Regions from separate parts of the Mus musculus genome. Here all the other regions are linked to region 3. The links are chromatin contacts, called in public Hi-C, HiChIP or PLAC-seq and Micro-C maps. All regions are on one chromosome and are shown on one strand. Each heading gives the region's core, a stretch centred on a gene start, on an enhancer-like site or on the middle of the called end of the contact. The rest is flanking DNA. Distances are from core to core; before and after follow the strand shown. Region 1 holds the start of Efhd2 (EF hand domain containing 2). Region 2 holds the start of Cplane2 (ciliogenesis and planar polarity effector 2). Region 3 holds the start of B330016D10Rik (RIKEN cDNA B330016D10 gene). Region 4 overlaps Fbxo42 (F-box protein 42).

Evidence for each region. Hi-C and Micro-C count contacts between places; a contact is called where the count stands out from the background. HiChIP or PLAC-seq counts read pairs in DNA pulled down with a chosen protein or histone mark.
Region 1: a contact with region 3 is called in a Hi-C map of natural killer cells, with 4 times the contacts expected there. The contact joins the promoter of Efhd2 here to the promoter of B330016D10Rik in region 3. A contact is called at or near these places in 1 of 484 Hi-C or Micro-C datasets (natural killer cells) and 4 of 115 datasets of contacts at active chromatin or transcription factors (embryonic stem cells, memory CD8 T cells and pancreatic cancer cells).
Region 2: an HNF4G HiChIP or PLAC-seq map of pancreatic cancer cells shows a contact between it and region 3. The contact joins the promoter of Cplane2 here to the promoter of B330016D10Rik in region 3. A contact is called at or near these places in 2 of 484 Hi-C or Micro-C datasets (CD4 T cells and memory CD8 T cells) and 5 of 115 datasets of contacts at active chromatin or transcription factors (bone marrow-derived macrophages, cardiomyocytes, extraembryonic endoderm stem cells and 2 more).
Region 4: a contact with region 3 is called in a Micro-C map of the G1E-ER4 cell line. The contact joins the enhancer-like site here to the promoter of B330016D10Rik in region 3. A contact is called at or near these places in 7 of 39 promoter capture datasets (the C10 cell line, the HPC-7 cell line, cranial neural crest and 4 more), 3 of 484 Hi-C or Micro-C datasets (the G1E-ER4 cell line and natural killer cells) and 3 of 115 datasets of contacts at active chromatin or transcription factors (embryonic stem cells, memory CD8 T cells and microglia).

What each region holds. Positions count from the first base shown.
Region 1 is chr4:141,873,391-141,877,259 of GRCm38.p6, forward strand. It overlaps Efhd2 (EF hand domain containing 2), which reads right to left and starts at 1,530. Exons shown (of 4, transcript NM_025994.3): 1 at 1,170-1,530. The coding sequence starts at 1,477.
Region 2 is chr4:141,211,781-141,215,612 of GRCm38.p6, forward strand. It overlaps Cplane2 (ciliogenesis and planar polarity effector 2), which reads left to right and starts at 2,176. Exons shown (of 6, transcript NM_001081174.2): 1 at 2,176-2,283; 2 at 2,543-2,692. The coding sequence starts at 2,581.
Region 3 is chr4:141,544,672-141,548,228 of GRCm38.p6, forward strand. B330016D10Rik (RIKEN cDNA B330016D10 gene) reads left to right here and starts at 1,491. Exons shown (of 1, transcript NR_030695.1): 1 at 1,491-3,557.
Region 4 is chr4:141,159,530-141,163,344 of GRCm38.p6, forward strand. All of the region lies in intron 1 of Fbxo42 (F-box protein 42), which reads left to right. Among named protein-coding and RNA genes, the nearest start is that of Fbxo42, 14 kb to the left of the region's middle. Within about 2 kb of position 2,227, at least 33 of the 459 cell types and tissues checked have an H3K27ac peak or open chromatin away from gene starts, as enhancers often do. A contact at or near this core is called in the G1E-ER4 cell line, erythroid cells and memory CD8 T cells, where this site is marked.

The sequences.
Region 1 (3,869 bases), core at 280-2,779, 330 kb after region 3:
ACCCCTATGGGTACTCTTCCCCCATCTCCATATTGCTGGATTTTGTGGGGGTGTGGAATGGCTGAGCCCACAGGTCTTGGGGACATCCTAATCTGGTAAGGGTACAGCTTAGAATCATAGAAAGTAGAAGGCAGGGGTTGGAGACCCTAGGCAGGGCACATAGAGAGAGAATGGGCTCCAGGGATTGTCTGGGAAGGGAGGAACTGTCACTGGGGAAGAGGGCTGCCTTCTGATAAAGGGCAGGGGAGTCACCACTGCACAACCACGGAGTGAAGGGGTTCGAGGTGGGGGGGCGGGGTAATGGGGGAGAAGGGAGGGAGGGGAGGAAGGTGGACTCACAGTGTATGAAGAGGGGCTAAGTCCCAGGGGACTCTGTCCTGATGATAGGGGAGTTACATGTTTGTAGACTGGGGGACAGGGACAGAGGAGCCCTTCCCTAGCAAGACCGCACAGTGTTAAGGAAATGGAACCTGGTCAACAGGGTGGGCGGGAATGGAAAGGCCTGAAGAGTTTTCACCCACAGTAAGTAAACATAGTATAGCTGAGGGTGTGTGTGTGTGTGTGTGTGTGTGTGTGTGTGTGTTGGGGGGAGGGGGTTGTGGACCCAACCTAGTAGGAGAGAGTCCATAACTAAGCAGAAGAAATTAAAGGACCCAGTAAAAGGCACAAGTCTGGCATGGGTGCCGGGGGGAATGTCCCCTTAAGAGGCAGTAGGGTTGCCTTATTGCGGTGGGGGTAGGGAGTCCAGTAGTTAGGACGGAGCGGAAGGGAAGCCACCGGCCCTTTCTCCCTTTCTCGATATGTTTGGGTGTAGGGTGGTGGGTGCAGTAACATTAACAGTGGGAAGGAGGTCGGTACCCTGTGTGGTGGTAGTGACTCGCTGGGGACCTGCGATTATCTGGAAGGAACCTCAGGGAGCCCCCAATCCGCGTGGGCTATTCCGAGGGCAGTATCACCAGGAGGAGGGGTCACATGTCAGGAACGGGAGCTCCCCAGATCCACTTGCGTGCTGGGGTGGTGGGTCTGGAAGCCTCGTGGCTCTTTAGAAAAGCAGCAGAGTTCCCCACCCTGGTGAGACGGGGTTCTGGGGGAATCTAATTGGGGATACGGGAGGTTAGGGCCCGAGGCCGGGTCTAGGGTGGTGGGGAACCGGGTGCAGGGGCACTTACTGCTTGAACATCTTCTCCATGTCTTTGATCTGCTTCCTGGAGAACTCCTTGAACTCGGTGTAGGGGTTGAAGACGCGGCGGCTGGGCGACTGTGGCTCGCCGATGCCCTGGTTGAGGTCCGCGCGCCGCAGCAGCTTGGCGCTCAGCTCGTCGTCCGCGCTGCCCAACGCCTGGGCAGTCTCGTCGGGAGCCTCGGCCGCCGCCGCCGCCGCCGCCCCGTTGAGCCCCGGCTGCTCCGTCGCCTCGCCGCCTTCGCCCTCCATCTGCAGCCTCCGGCTCAGCTTGCTGGCCAACTCGTCCGTGGCCATGGTGGCCCGCGCAGCGCTGCCTCGGCCGGGCCCCTGCTCTGCGCCGCGCTCCCGGCCGCGCTCTTCCTCTTCCTGACACTCCCCGCCGCCAGGCGCCGCCCTGAAGGTGGGACTTAGGGGACCGCCCGCCCCCGGGCTGGCTCCCGCCGCCTTTGCCGCGTGCCGGGTCCTTCTCTATCCCCGGAGGGGGGTAGGGGGGTCAAGTGCATTCCGCTCCCCAGCTCCTCATCATCGTTCCCCTCCCTCCCCCACAGTGAAAAACCATCAACTTCTCTCTGATGACCTCTGGGTGACGCTGAGTCCCAGGAGCCCTCTGGAAGGAACCTGGGAAGGGGGTGTCCCAACCCTTCGGGAGGGAAGAGGGTCCGCTCGCAGGAGGTGGCTGTGTGTTCAGGGACTGGAGAGGGGCGCGGCTCTCAACCCGTTCTCTGAAAGGGGTTTGTGTCTCTGACACCCTGTCGGTTGCCATGGAGACCACTGGTAGTGAACCGCTGGGCGTTCTTGATAAGGTGGCAGGAATCTGAAGAAGGTGGACCCTAGCACTGGAGCCCAGTTGAGACTGTCTCCAGGGCTATCATGACTGGCGTCATTCAAAAGTGGGGTAGCTGCTATGAGGGAGATGGCACCCTACCAGTTCTCAAGGTCCCCAAAGAACTGGGAAAGGGGAAGGGGGTCGTCCTGTTACACGATGATTCAGCACAATAGCTGCCTGATCCGGCGGATGCCTGGGACTCTCCACCTCAGAGGGATTTCAGAGAGATCTCCATGTTGCCTCTTTGATGGGGATCCCAGAGGGGTGACCTCCTCCCCAAAGCGTCAGGAATGGGGGGAGCTGGAAAGGAGGAGCTCAGAGAGAATTTGTCTCTGTCATCTAGTCTGTCACTTCAAGAACAGCAAAGCTGGTCTGAAGAGAAGGCTCAGTTATTAAGAGTGGTTATTGCTCTTGTGGAGGACTGACATCCTAGCATCCGTGTAGGGTCCGGGTAGAGAGGGGCAAGTCACGAAAGGCCTGTAACTCCAGCACCAGGGATCCTAGACCCTCTTCTGGCCTGCTTATGCATCTGCACTCATGAGCATATATACCCCTCCCCCACACACACAGACTTAAAACTAAAGTAAATCTCTGGCCAGTCTCTGAGTTCAGTCAGCCTGGTCTACATCCAGGATAGCCAGGGCTCTATAGTAAGACTCCCTCCTTGATAGATGATAGATAATAGATAGACAGATAACAAACTCTGTTTGTTTGTTTGTTTTTCTTTTGGGGGTTTTGTTTTTTGAGACAGGGTTTCTCTGTGTAGCCCTGGCTGTCCTGGAACTCACTCTGTAGACCAGGCTGACCTCGAACTCAAGAAATCCGCCAGCTTCTGCCTCCCAAGTGCTGGGATTAAAGGCGTGCACTGTCCGGCGGTAACAAACTCTTAAACCTTCAAAGCTATGGTGTTCTGGCATCAACTGCAAGGTCACTAGCCATAATGCTGATTTCCAGGCTCTACCTAGACTGACAGACCTGTCCTTTGTCACTGGGATCCAAAAAGCTGCTTTTCACAAGCACCTGGGGGAAGCCTTGCTCTTTGGAGTCAAGAGTCTCCGACACAGATGCATCACTAAGATAACAGGGCAATGCTGGGTACCCAGATACTGCCCACTCCCAGAGGCAGGGTACAGAAGACCTGGAAAGCACAAGCTAAAAAGTGACACTGTGAAAACAGAGGGGACCAGAGAAGCTGCTGGCTGCCACAGGATGATGCTTAGAGGAAGACACCTGATCAGTAACTGTTGATGTGTTCACAAACATTGTTGAAGGAAAAGGTATTTGAAAGAGTATAATGGATGCAGAAGAAATCTGTAGTTATACCTTGCTCAGCCTTTCAGAAGCATGGTTTCACAGAAGACCCCAGGTCCCCTGAGTAAGACAATGACTCCTGTGTGTTTCAGAAGCATTTATCAGCTGCCTCAGCCAGTTGTCATTGCATGTGTAGAGCTGGTGTTAGCATCAAACCCTGCTATAAAATGTCCCCGTAGAAAATCATGTTGGGTATAATACGCTTTCTTAACTTATACACACTAAAGGAAGTTTTTGAAAAAATCTGTAATATTTGGACAAACAAACCATATTGTGTTGCTTTAATGTTCTAAATTAAACTTTTAATAAAGATTACCAGAGTAAACAAAAAAAGAAAAAGAAAAAGAAAAATGTAACTTTTTGTAAGGTTGCTAAGTCTGATAAAGATGCTAACTAAGTTTAGAGAGTTTTGATTTCTTAAAGACCAAGGGAGTTACAAGTAGTTGGTGTTGGGTAGTTCAGTCTAGCTGCTTTAAAAGAAACACAGTTTACATATTTAATAGAGACCAAGGATAGGGGAGGGGCACACAGAGATTTCAACATTTAAAT
Region 2 (3,832 bases), core at 926-3,425, 330 kb before region 3:
GGTCTTAGGCCCTGCTGTGGATTGACTGGTGTCTCTACAAAACCCTAACTTAATAGGATTGTATTTAGAGATGAATCCTTTAAGCAGGGAGTTAAGATTAAAGCAGATCATAATGGTGGGGCCCCTGGTGGAACTAGATAGTGCATGTCTAAGGTATGGTGTCCAGTGTTCTTTAGCCCAGCACTCAGAAGGCAGAGGCAGGCAGATCTGTGAGTTCTAGGCCAGCCTGGTCTACGTAGCAAGTTCCAGACTAGCCAAGATTGCATAGTGAGACCCTGTGTATAATTGTGTGTGTGTGTATAAAACAAAAACAAGAGAGGGTGTGTGTGAGCAGCAGACACCATTATGGCGGTACACACTTGTAATTCTAGCACCCAAGAGGCTGAGGCAAAAGGACCAGGAGTTCCCCAGGCCAATCTAGAGTACACAGTGAGAGCTTGTCTCCAAAAATAGGAAATAGCAGCAGAGGACCGAGCAGAGAAGAGGCCATGTTGTTGTTACACATGGAGAAGGCAGTGGCAGAAACCAACCCGGCAGTGAGGTCGGTTATTCCAGCCTCCACGGAAACACTTGTCCGTTGTTTGAGCCCCCAGTCTATGCAGTGCTATCAGAGCATTACAGTGCAAGCATTAAATGTGCAGATTCATTTAGAGATTTCCAAGATTCAAACCAGACCTTGGCGAGGCTGGGTATGAAGTCTAGAAGCCCAAAGACGACTCAGATCTAAATCTTTCTGGTCTGTGATTGACAGATCTCTGCCACTACAGAAAGGGCCTCATCTCAGGAGCATGTGCAATGGGTTCCGTCCAGCCACAGACTCCAGTAGAAATGGTTTCCTCTTGCACAGCCTTGCTGCCTCGTAAGGCAGGGACCGAAGCACCCTCTCTTGCACCCTCCTCCCTTGCCCACCTCCGTCTGCCTCCGTGGGTCTGTGACCTCCTTGCTGCTATTGACTTCACTAGCACTCCTAGGTGCCGAGGGTGAAGTCTTGAAAACCCAGAACCCAGTCTGGCCGGATAGATAACATGTTTTTAGAGTCAGGTAACCCAGGCTTCTGAGTCTGTTTTTCCACTGACGAGGTGTGTTCCAGCTACCTCATCTGGAGTAGCAAAGACATGAAGCTGTTTATATAGAGATGAGTGTCCACAGACTCCAGGGCAAGCGGCCCTCACGGAGTCTACTTAACTCATTCCTTGCAAAGCAGTGGCTGGCCCTCCTTGAAGACGCTGCTCGAGATGCTGGTGAAGATGACAGACGTCACTCAGAGTGTCTCAAACACCCGCTCATCTTGTGCAGCTCACAGGCATTTCCTGAGCTGCCATCTTTGGGGTTGCTCACAGGTCCGGGCCGGAGCATCCAGTCCGAGGGCAGGACTTCTGGCTCACCCTTGCTTCCCAGCACCAACCAGATGCTGGGCACACAGTTGGGGCTTGGTCATTGTTGAATGACAAGAATGAATAAATCAATTAGTAGACAAATGGCTCTTTATTCAGACCTCTTACAAAGCCCCTTGAAGCCTCAATCCAGAGGTATTTGACTCTGGACCTGCTGGGCAGGGTTGATGGAGCTGTGATGTTAATAACAGGAGCGTAAGAACTAAACCTGCTGAGCTTTGCTGCCCAGCATGGTTGTAAAGAACCCTGTGAAGGTAAATAAATAAATGGCCAGACATGGTAGCACATGCCTTTAATCCCAGCACTAAGAGGCAGGGGAGTTTCTGTGAATTCAAGGATAGCCTGATCTACAGAGAGTGTTTAAGGACAGTAAAGGCTACTATACAGAGAAACCCTGTCTCGAGGAGGAGGAAGAGGAGGAGAAGGAGGAGGAGGAGGAGGAGGAGGAGGAGAGGGATGAGAAAAGAGAGGAGGAGGAGCAGGAAGAGGAGGAGGAAGAGGAGGAGGTAGAAGAAGAGGAGGAGAAAGGGAAAGAAAAAAAAGAAAGGAAATAATATCCATTTTGTAGAAAAGGAAACTTAAGAGGCTCAGAAAACTGATGAAGCCTCCTTTCTGGGGGAGATGATCATGTTTGATAGGAAAATATGAGCTCACATTGGTAAAGTCGAATAAGAAAGATCCTGCTTAGGGAAGGAGCTGCAGACCTTGCAAAACCTACAAAGACCCGCCGGAATTCAGGAGCCCCGCCTCCGCCTGCGTCGCCATGGCAACATTTCTGCGCATGCGCTTCGTGGTCAGCGTCTTGACCTGACGGAAGCAGGCTCTGCTGGCAGGACAGAAAAGAAGGGCGGGCTTTTAAATCGTCACCCTGCTGGCGGGGACTGTGAAGGTTGGTGGTCCCGGGAGTCGGAATTGAGGGGGTAGAGGCGAAGTGGGGCTCGGAAGGAGATAAGGCAGAGGGGACTTGTGGAAATACCTTCCCAGGACAAGGATGGGTTAGTTCCCCAGAGAGCAATGTAGAAGGATGGGGCTATAGAAATGCACCTTCGGGATGGGGATCCAGGTTCCAAAGGAAAGCCAGAGAGAGATTAAGGACCTCGGAGTCGCCTTGCGATAATGGTTGGCCCTCTCTCCACTTCTACTCCCAGTATTCGGACACATCCTTACCTTACTGGCGTACTCAAGCATGGCCAGACCTCCCATGCACGGTTCGGTGATTGTCCCAGACTGGCATGAGACGGTCGAGGGTAAGGAGTACTTAGCCTGCATCCTGCGCAAGAATCGCCGGCGGGAGTTTGGTAAGCGGCACCCCACCTCACCCCACCCCCGTCCCCCAGACCTCACCACGTGCCACTAGTACACTCTTGACACTCCCTGGGGCGGCAGGAACAGATCTGTGGAACCTGCCCCACAGCACTTCTGACCATCGAGGTCTCCTGGGTGCCGCCTCTAGCCTCTAGTCTCAGGCCCCCTTCCCCAAATCTCCTTAAAGCTAATTCCACCAACAGAGCCAGGAACCTGGAAACAGCCCATGCCTGCCAACAGCAACTGTCACCAGAGATGCTGTTGACTGAGCCCTCACTTGGGGTCATGCCCTCTGCTGGGCACTTTGCACAGCAACCTTGCAACCTTGTTTCAGAAAGCGTTTCACTATGTTGCCAGTATTCATTGTTGTGTATCCAGTACTGGTTATGTAGACCAGGCTGACCTCAAACTCACAGAGATCCACCTGGCCTCTATCTTCTAAGTGCTGGGATCAAAGTCACGCATCACCACACCATGTCCTGCCTATTCAACTTTCTATTTATTTATTTTATGTATATGAGGGCTCTGTCTGCATGAATGTCTGCAGACCAGAAGAGGAAACAGTGTGAGACACCATCCATGTAGGTGCTGAGAATTGAACTCTGGAAGAGCAGCCTGTGCTGAGCCATCTCTCCAGCTCCTGCTGTGCAGTTTTAAGAACTCATAAAGATCCCAATGAGTTGGTTTGGGGATTTATTTGTAGTAGCTGTAAATATTTTTGCTTATATTTCCCTATTAAAGAAGAAATTGTAATATATATATATATTTTTTTAATTAATTTAATTTTTTTCCGAAACAGGGTTTTTCTGTATAGCCCTGGCTGTCCTGGAACTCACTCAGTAGACCAGGCTGGCCTGGAACTCAGAAATCCACCTGCCTCTGCCTCCCAAGTGCTGGGATTAAAGGTGTGCGCCACCACTGCCTGGCCTAAGATATATTTTTATGTATAAGAAAGCCAGATTGAATAGTAACAGTATTGGGGTTGGACAGATGGCTCAGTGGTTAAGAGCACTGACTGCTCTTCCAGAGGTCCTGAGTTCAATTCCCACCATCCACATGGTGGCTCACAACCATCTGTAATGGGATCTAGTCCTCTCTTCTGGTGTGCAGGCATACATGCAGGGAGAACACAG
Region 3 (3,557 bases), core at 241-2,740:
CTTTGTTGTTGTTGTTCTTCGTCCTAAAAACCTTGCACTGAAAGGACATTTCCCCTTAAGATCAGTTTGGTACTTGCAACACCTGGAGGAGGGACCAGCCTAGCTCAGCCAGCCAGAGCTACATTGTGAGCAGCTAACTTAAAAAACAAAACAAAACAAAAATGGTAAAGGATATTTCTAAAAATCCTAGTTATTCAACAATGTAATCCCCCCAAAATTTTTTTTAATGTTTTAGGACACTTTAAAAAAACCAACTCAGTATTTGCTTTATTTTCCTACTGGTGGAAAAATGATTTGAAAGACCCTATTAAATATAATTTCTGTTCAGAGAAACGTGCGGCAGGGATTCTCCAAATTTACAGACTGTATGACTCAGTGTTCATTTGCAACCCGTGTATTACAGCTTTGCTAGAATTCTACCTCTAGCCTGGCTTTCCACACTAATGGTTCCGGGAGGAACCGGTCACCAGCTCATGGTTCCCACCGGGAAGGCGGATCCGGCTCCGCCCAGAGCCCGGGCGGGTGACCTCACAGAGGTCAAGGGCGCTCACACACCTGCAGGCCGCTCCGCCACCCCCACGCCACCCCACGCCGGGGAGCAGCAGGGCCAAGGGCAGCCTGGGGTCTCCCCGACGTGGGGCTGTCACAACCAGCGTGCTTTCTTCACGGAGACTCCTGGCTCACACTCCGCCCCACACTAATAACCCGAGAGGCAATTTCTCTGGCTGCCCTTCAAACTCTGGGTTCACATAGGTGGGCTCCATGACAAGTGGGGTTTTGGGTTTCTTAGTTTCCCCGCCCCCCACCCCCAGGAACCCACAGCCCTGACAGTCCTTTCCACTACACTTCTTGGGAAGTGCGATCGCGGTCACTGTGGTCACCGCGGCGCAAGCCCACGGCGAAGGGAACCCGAGCGGCCCGGCGAGCTCCGTCTGCACACGCGGCCCGCCAGCAAGGGCACCTTCGCCTCCGCTTTCCAGGCGAGAACAATGCGGCAGCCCAACACCCGGGGCCTGCAGGGTCTCCAGGTCCATCGGGAAACTCTCAAACGTGGATCGGGAGAGGGTGGGCAAGACGACCCCACTGCCTCGGCTTTGTCCGGCCTGCCTCCAAGCCGGAGGGACCCGTTTTCGAGACTGGGGGGGGGGGGAGGGGGGGTTGAGAAAGGAGGACAGGACAAGAAGGTCCTCAGATCCACTTCTCATCACACAGGCAACGCGGAAAAAAAAAAAAATGCACGGCGCCGAACTGCGCACGCGCGCGGCAAGGCCACCCATTTCTCTCCCTCCTCCCAGCCCCTCCAAGGAACGCGAGGTCGCCCGAGTGCGCTTGCGCTCGCCGCGGAGGGAAACGTTGGAGGGGGAGGCAACCTTTCCATTGTGAGAGAGCACCGCCCCCGCGGACCCGCGCGCGCCCGCGCCACTCTCACAGTCTCCCGGGCGCGCGCCTGGGCCGCGGCCCGCCGCCGCCAGGCGCATGCGCGGGGTGGGATGACAGTGAAGGGTGGAGAAGGCCGCGGAGCTCGCCGCCGCTGCTGGCCGAGCTACCCTGAGAAGTTTCTGGAAAGAGGGCTACAAAGGGAACCTGAGGGGATGAATGGAAAGCGAGCCATTTTCTGAGAGAAGACAGCGAAAAGTCCCAACAAAAAGTACACGGCCTTAGCCGAGCCCACGACCGACGACACACTCCCATCCAAGGAGGAAGCGTGGGGACAAGGGAGCGGACTGGGAGACGCGGAATGGCGGGGACATTGAAAAGATGGAGGCGCAGCCGCCGGGGCTTGGGAGTGGCAGGGAGGCGCTAGGTCAGGGGTCCCCGAACCCCGTCCTCCTTAGCTCCGCTCCCGTGTGCGCTCTGACCTGCCCGTCTACACTCGGGGGGCCCCCGGGGTTCACGGGGATGTGACGCGCACACGCGCGCGAGCTCATGGACAGCGTGGGAAGGAACCCCGGCCGCGCGCGGGGACAGCGTCCCCACGCCACGGCCCGCCCGGCTGCCATTTTGTAGCGCGGCCGCCATTTTGCGCGGCCCGGGGGCGGGGGAGGGGCTCGGGGCGCGGCCCCGCGGCTCGCGATGGGCGTGGCCGGCGGCGGGCGCGGCCCCGGCCCCCTTTGTTCTCCGCCTGGGGGTCGCGAGGCCCCTCGGGCTCTGCAGCCGCCGCCGGCGCCGCAGCAGCAGCAGCGTGTGAACCGGGAGAGGCAGCCCCAGGGCGTGCGGGATCCGGGAGCCCATCGGAAGCGGGGTGTGTCCCCCCGTGCGAGGGATGACATCCTGCGTGGGGAAACTTAAATCGCCGCCGTGGGAAGCGGCTTACGGGCGAACCGGGCTCGGCATCCTCCACCTCTGCAAACAAAGTCAAGTTCGGTCCCGAAAGCAACAAAGGTGCCGAAACTCCGCGGAACCTAGCACCAGGAGGCGGGGCTCGTGCAGCCCACGAGGTGGAGGAGCGCTGAGAGCTCGGCTTCCATTGGCTGGCCCTCGGAGCACAAGGCTTTCAGGGCCCATTCTCCCTGACCCAGAAGCCTGAACAATAAATATGCTGTGATGGCTTTCTTCTGTCGATTTAACTTCCACTTATTTTCAAAAAGCTATGAGTTTATTAAAAATAAATAATAAAATACGTGCCTGACATCCATCGCCCTTTCACTTTCCGAAAAAGCAAATGTCTTCTTGAGGAATATTTAAAAATGCGAATCTTAGTTGTGTGTAATGCTGAAAATTCTGGCACTATTTCGCAAACCCAGAAAACTTGAAAAACGCTGCTAAATTTGACTTCCAGCTTTTGTGCAGTTTTCTTCCCCCTAATGGTTGACGTGGTTTTTCTTCACAAAAGCCTGGTATCATAAAGGAACCAGCCCGTCCTGACTCATCTATTTGTGTCTTGGCTACAGTAAACCTCTTTTTTTGTCTTCTCACTATGTGTAATTATGGCGACTGCTTATGTTTTCTGTAATAGTGGGGTAAAGCTTATGATGACAGACTGAAAAGGTCAAAACATGTTGAAGGAACCAATCGGGATTTTGATGACTGCCAGATGAGAGAAATTTAGCAGAAGCGTTTCGATTTCAAATTTCATGAATAGGTGGGCTTGGTAGTTATAAAACTGTATACTGTGTCTTTAAGATTACATAAATAGTCTGAAACCTTTAGTAGTGATTACTTAAAATATGTTGTGTTCACCATGTTTTCTTGTCTTGTAACCAAGTAAAACAATTCAAATCATTATTTGGTTAGTTGGTTTTCGAGACAGGGTTTCTCTATGTCGCAGCCCCAGGACATCAGTGAAATCTTATCCTGGGACGTTAGAATAATATGGCATATATGGTGTATTGACACTCCGAGAATGATTTCCCAGCACTTCATTGCACAGACAAGGAGAGTCTGATTGAATTTTAAATTCTATTTCCTTTAGAATTTTTCACTGTTTTTGAGAAAGACTCAAGAAGCTCAAGCGGGTCTTGAACTCAGCTTTGTAGTTGAGGATAAATTTGAACTAAAGATCCTCCGGTCTCTGTTTTTTATTGTGCCCAATGTTTTGTTGTTTTTGTTCTGTGGGT
Region 4 (3,815 bases), core at 977-3,476, 380 kb before region 3:
TTATTATTGCAAAGAAGGTACATGAAGCCACCTCTGCATGTGTGCTATGTGTATATGACTTTTTTTCAGTGGAAAGATGTCTGAAAATTACCTTGCTCAGTCAAGCCACCCCCTCCCCCCAGTTTACATATTTAAGGATAACTGTTGCCAAATGCAGAAGTTCTGATGTTTTTCTGTCCTTTGTGCTCCTGTTGCCTGTGCAGTAGCAGAAACCACTTGAATGAGGGTTCACAGATGCAGCTCTAGGAACTGTTAGGAGAGAGCGTTTCACTGCAGAACTGTTGTAGAGAGCACAGTGAGTTAAGAGTTTGTAAGGCTGGGCCTTGATGGACACAGGGCTGCCTCAGAAGAGGAAGCTGCTTCCCTTAATTGCACCAAAACGCACGCACCAGCGTGGGCGCTCTGGGGGTGGGGTGCATTCCTCTTCTCCAGGGGCATTCAACTAATATGTGAGAATCTGATACCAAGCTCTGTGGAGTTAATTTATGAAACTCTGTGATTTGACTGTAGGAAAGTTTTATTGATATAATCAGTTGGAATTTATTAGATAAAAGTAAAATACAGCCGGGCGTGGTGGCACACACCTTTAATCCCAGCACTCAGGAGGCAGAGGTATGCGGATTTCTGAGTTCGAGGCCAGCCTGTTCTACAGAGTGAGTTCCAGGACAGCCAGGGCTACACAGAGAAACCCTGTCTCGAAAAAACAAAAACAAAAACAAAAACAAACAAACAAAAAGTAAAATACAGTGTTAGTTAAATTTTGTTAACGATCTAGGCCTGAATAATGTGGAGAGCTGGACATAGTCGCACAGGCAATCAGGAAGCTGAAACACAGGGGTTACAAGTTCAAGGCTAGCCTGGAGTGGTTAGAGACCAAGTCTGAAAAAGAAAAAAAGGCACTGTTTCTAACTTCCCTTTTGATTTGTTCTTTTTTTTTTTTTTAAACAACCAAAGCCTTATGTTTAAAGTTACAGTTATATCAGGTTTTTTCTTAGATACAGAAATTCAGGGCCTGTGATGGCGACTTGAGTAATGGTGTCTGCTACATGAGCTTGGCAGCCTGAGCTCAGCCTTCATGGAGGAGGAAGGGTACTGTCCTCTGACCTCCCGTGTGCACTGCCACCATCAATAGTAGATTTAACTAAAACCAAATTCAAATTTGGCTCTCAGGTGTGGGGGGAACAAGCCTGTAATCACAGCCCTCTGGAGGCTAAGTCCAGAGGATCATGGGTTCAAGACTGGCTTTGGCTATACGAGACCTTGTGGAGAGAACCAGTGTCCCCAGTTTTGGCTGAAGATGTGACTTAGTGGTGGTTTCATAGCATGTACCAGGTCCCCAGTTTAAGCCCCTATACTGCATAAGGGAGACAAATATAGGTCTAAAAAACCAGAACTGTAAGCATTATAGTTTAATTGTGATTTTGTACAAAGCACAGAAAGTTGAGTCTAGAATGCATGGTTTGGAATGTAGAGTATCATCACTGTTGAAACCAGTGCCCTTTGTTAACCAAACTATACTTAGTGGTAGCAAATCCTTTGACTGCTACATACAGACAAGGAGAGTGGGTGGCCTTGAGGCTAGCCTGTTTCTACAGCCCCTTGTAAGTCCTAAGGTACTTGTATTGAGTATTGACCATTGTAAAGAATGGTGTGATTTGGGACTAGAGAGAAAGCTCTGTGGTTGAGAGCAGTGGCTGCTCTTCCAGAGGACGGAGGTTCTGTTCTTAACACTCACTGCAGCTCATGCAGCCTGTAACTCCAGTTCCAAGGGATCTGACTCTCTCTTCTGACCTCCAGAGGCATCAGGCCCACACAAGGGACACCAGGCACACAGGTGGTAGGTACATAGACATACCTTGTAGAGGAAATATCCACTCATATAACACATATGTGTTTCTAAAAGTATGATTTGCCCTTGTGCCACTCTGCTTGACACTGTAGCACGTTGGAGTCTGGGGCAAGAGGATCACAAGTTCGAGGATAGTCTAAGCTGCATAGAGAGTTCTAGGCCTCTCCAAACAAACAAGAGAATGCTGATGGGTAACATGCGGGCATACTTTATTTCCTGTTTTATTAAAGGAAATCCTCATTGGGTAACAGACATGTTAACCACTGAAAACAATCCTCCTGCTGACATCTGTTATTGAATATGGGATGCTTTACAGAACCATCCGGTGGTGTCTGTATCAGAGGGACCCCGTTTGCTAATTATAACTGTACAGCAGTAGTGTTAAGGCCAAAACATAGACCTTTTTCTTTTGGTTAAATCATTGACTGCCAGGAGAGGAGTCTCCCAATTACGAGCTTCTGTTACTATAGATAAGATATTTTAATATCATGCATGTGGTCAAAACATCTGTTTGAGTGCCAAGTGTATTTTACCCTTTTCTCTAGTGCAGGTTTTCTAACTGGCAGATTACCAGTTTAAAAAATAGTAGTTTAAAACCCTGCCATCCCTACCTTCCCTTTCGGTGCTCTGAGATCCTACCTGGTCAGCAGAGTGGGGTCCAGCACATCCCTCCAGCGTCTTACCTAGGTGGAGGGTGGGTGGGTGGGCCCTCCTCTCCAGCTGGGCTGCTCAAGCTTGACGTCACACATAGTTTATCACACACTGCCTGTGCTGTTGCTTCCTTATATGTTCCTGGGTTTTGGTTTGTTTTCTGAGACAGGGTTTCTCTGTGTAGCCCTGGCTGTCCTGGAACTCACTCTGTAGACCAGGCTGGCCTCGAACTCACAGAGATCTGCCTGCCTCTGCCTCCTCAGTGCTGAGATTAAAAGCCTGAGCCACCATCACTGGCTGTGTTATTAGCTCTTAGTGGGAACATTCTCTTTTTGTACCTTTTGTGAGATCCAAACATAGTATTCTAATAATCGCAACAATTTAATTTGTGTGTGTGTTTTCAGTATATGCCCACCACAGTGGATGTCAGAGGGCAGCTTTTGAGAGTTGGCTTTTGCCACTATGGCACCCAGAGATGAAACTCAAGTAGTCTGGTTTGTATGGCAAACACTTTTACCATCTCACTAGCCCTGAACACAGTGTTTTAGGTCAAGTACATTGATACTTGTTGACTGCATAAAATAGAGTAAAATAATTTCTTCTAGAAATTTTCCGGTTTCTGTAACTTTGCATTTGACTTGGTACAAAGATGATGATGGTGATGATGGTGGTGGTGGTGATGGTGATGATGATGGTGGTGGTGGTGGTGGCGGCGGCGGCAGTGGCAATGGCAGCAGTGTATTCCTAAGGCTTAGCACAATCTGTTATGATTGGGTATAGATCTCTTGTCCAGCAGTGTTTGTATTCTCAGGAGCTGGGTTGTCTTCAGCTCACACTGACACCTGAGGTGGGAGCTTCCCGAGCGAGCTTCCCCAGCATCTGTGTGATTATGATGAAAATCTTTTGAAATTCTGAAGAGCAAGCTAGCTAGATTCTGTTCTAAACCTTCGCCAGCATTTTATTTAAGTAAATCAACTGAATTGCAGTTGTTTCTGTCTGTTTGCTCTTTGTGCGTGTGTGGAGACAGGCGAGAAACTTGTGGGAACTGGCTTTTTCCTGCTACCATGTGGGTTCTGGGGACTGGACTGAGGTGGTCAGGTTTGGGGTCAAGTGTCTCCTGTCCGCTAATCCATTTCACCCTCCATTCAACTGCGGTTTTGAGAGTCTCTCACTGAAGCTGGAGCGCAGTGATGCAGCTGGTGTAGCCAGCCAGTGACCTGGCAAACAAAACCTTGGCATTCTCAAACAGACAAGCAAACACCCCACTCTTTCTGCTCCCCTCTTTAAAAACAAACAGACAGACAGACAGACAAAC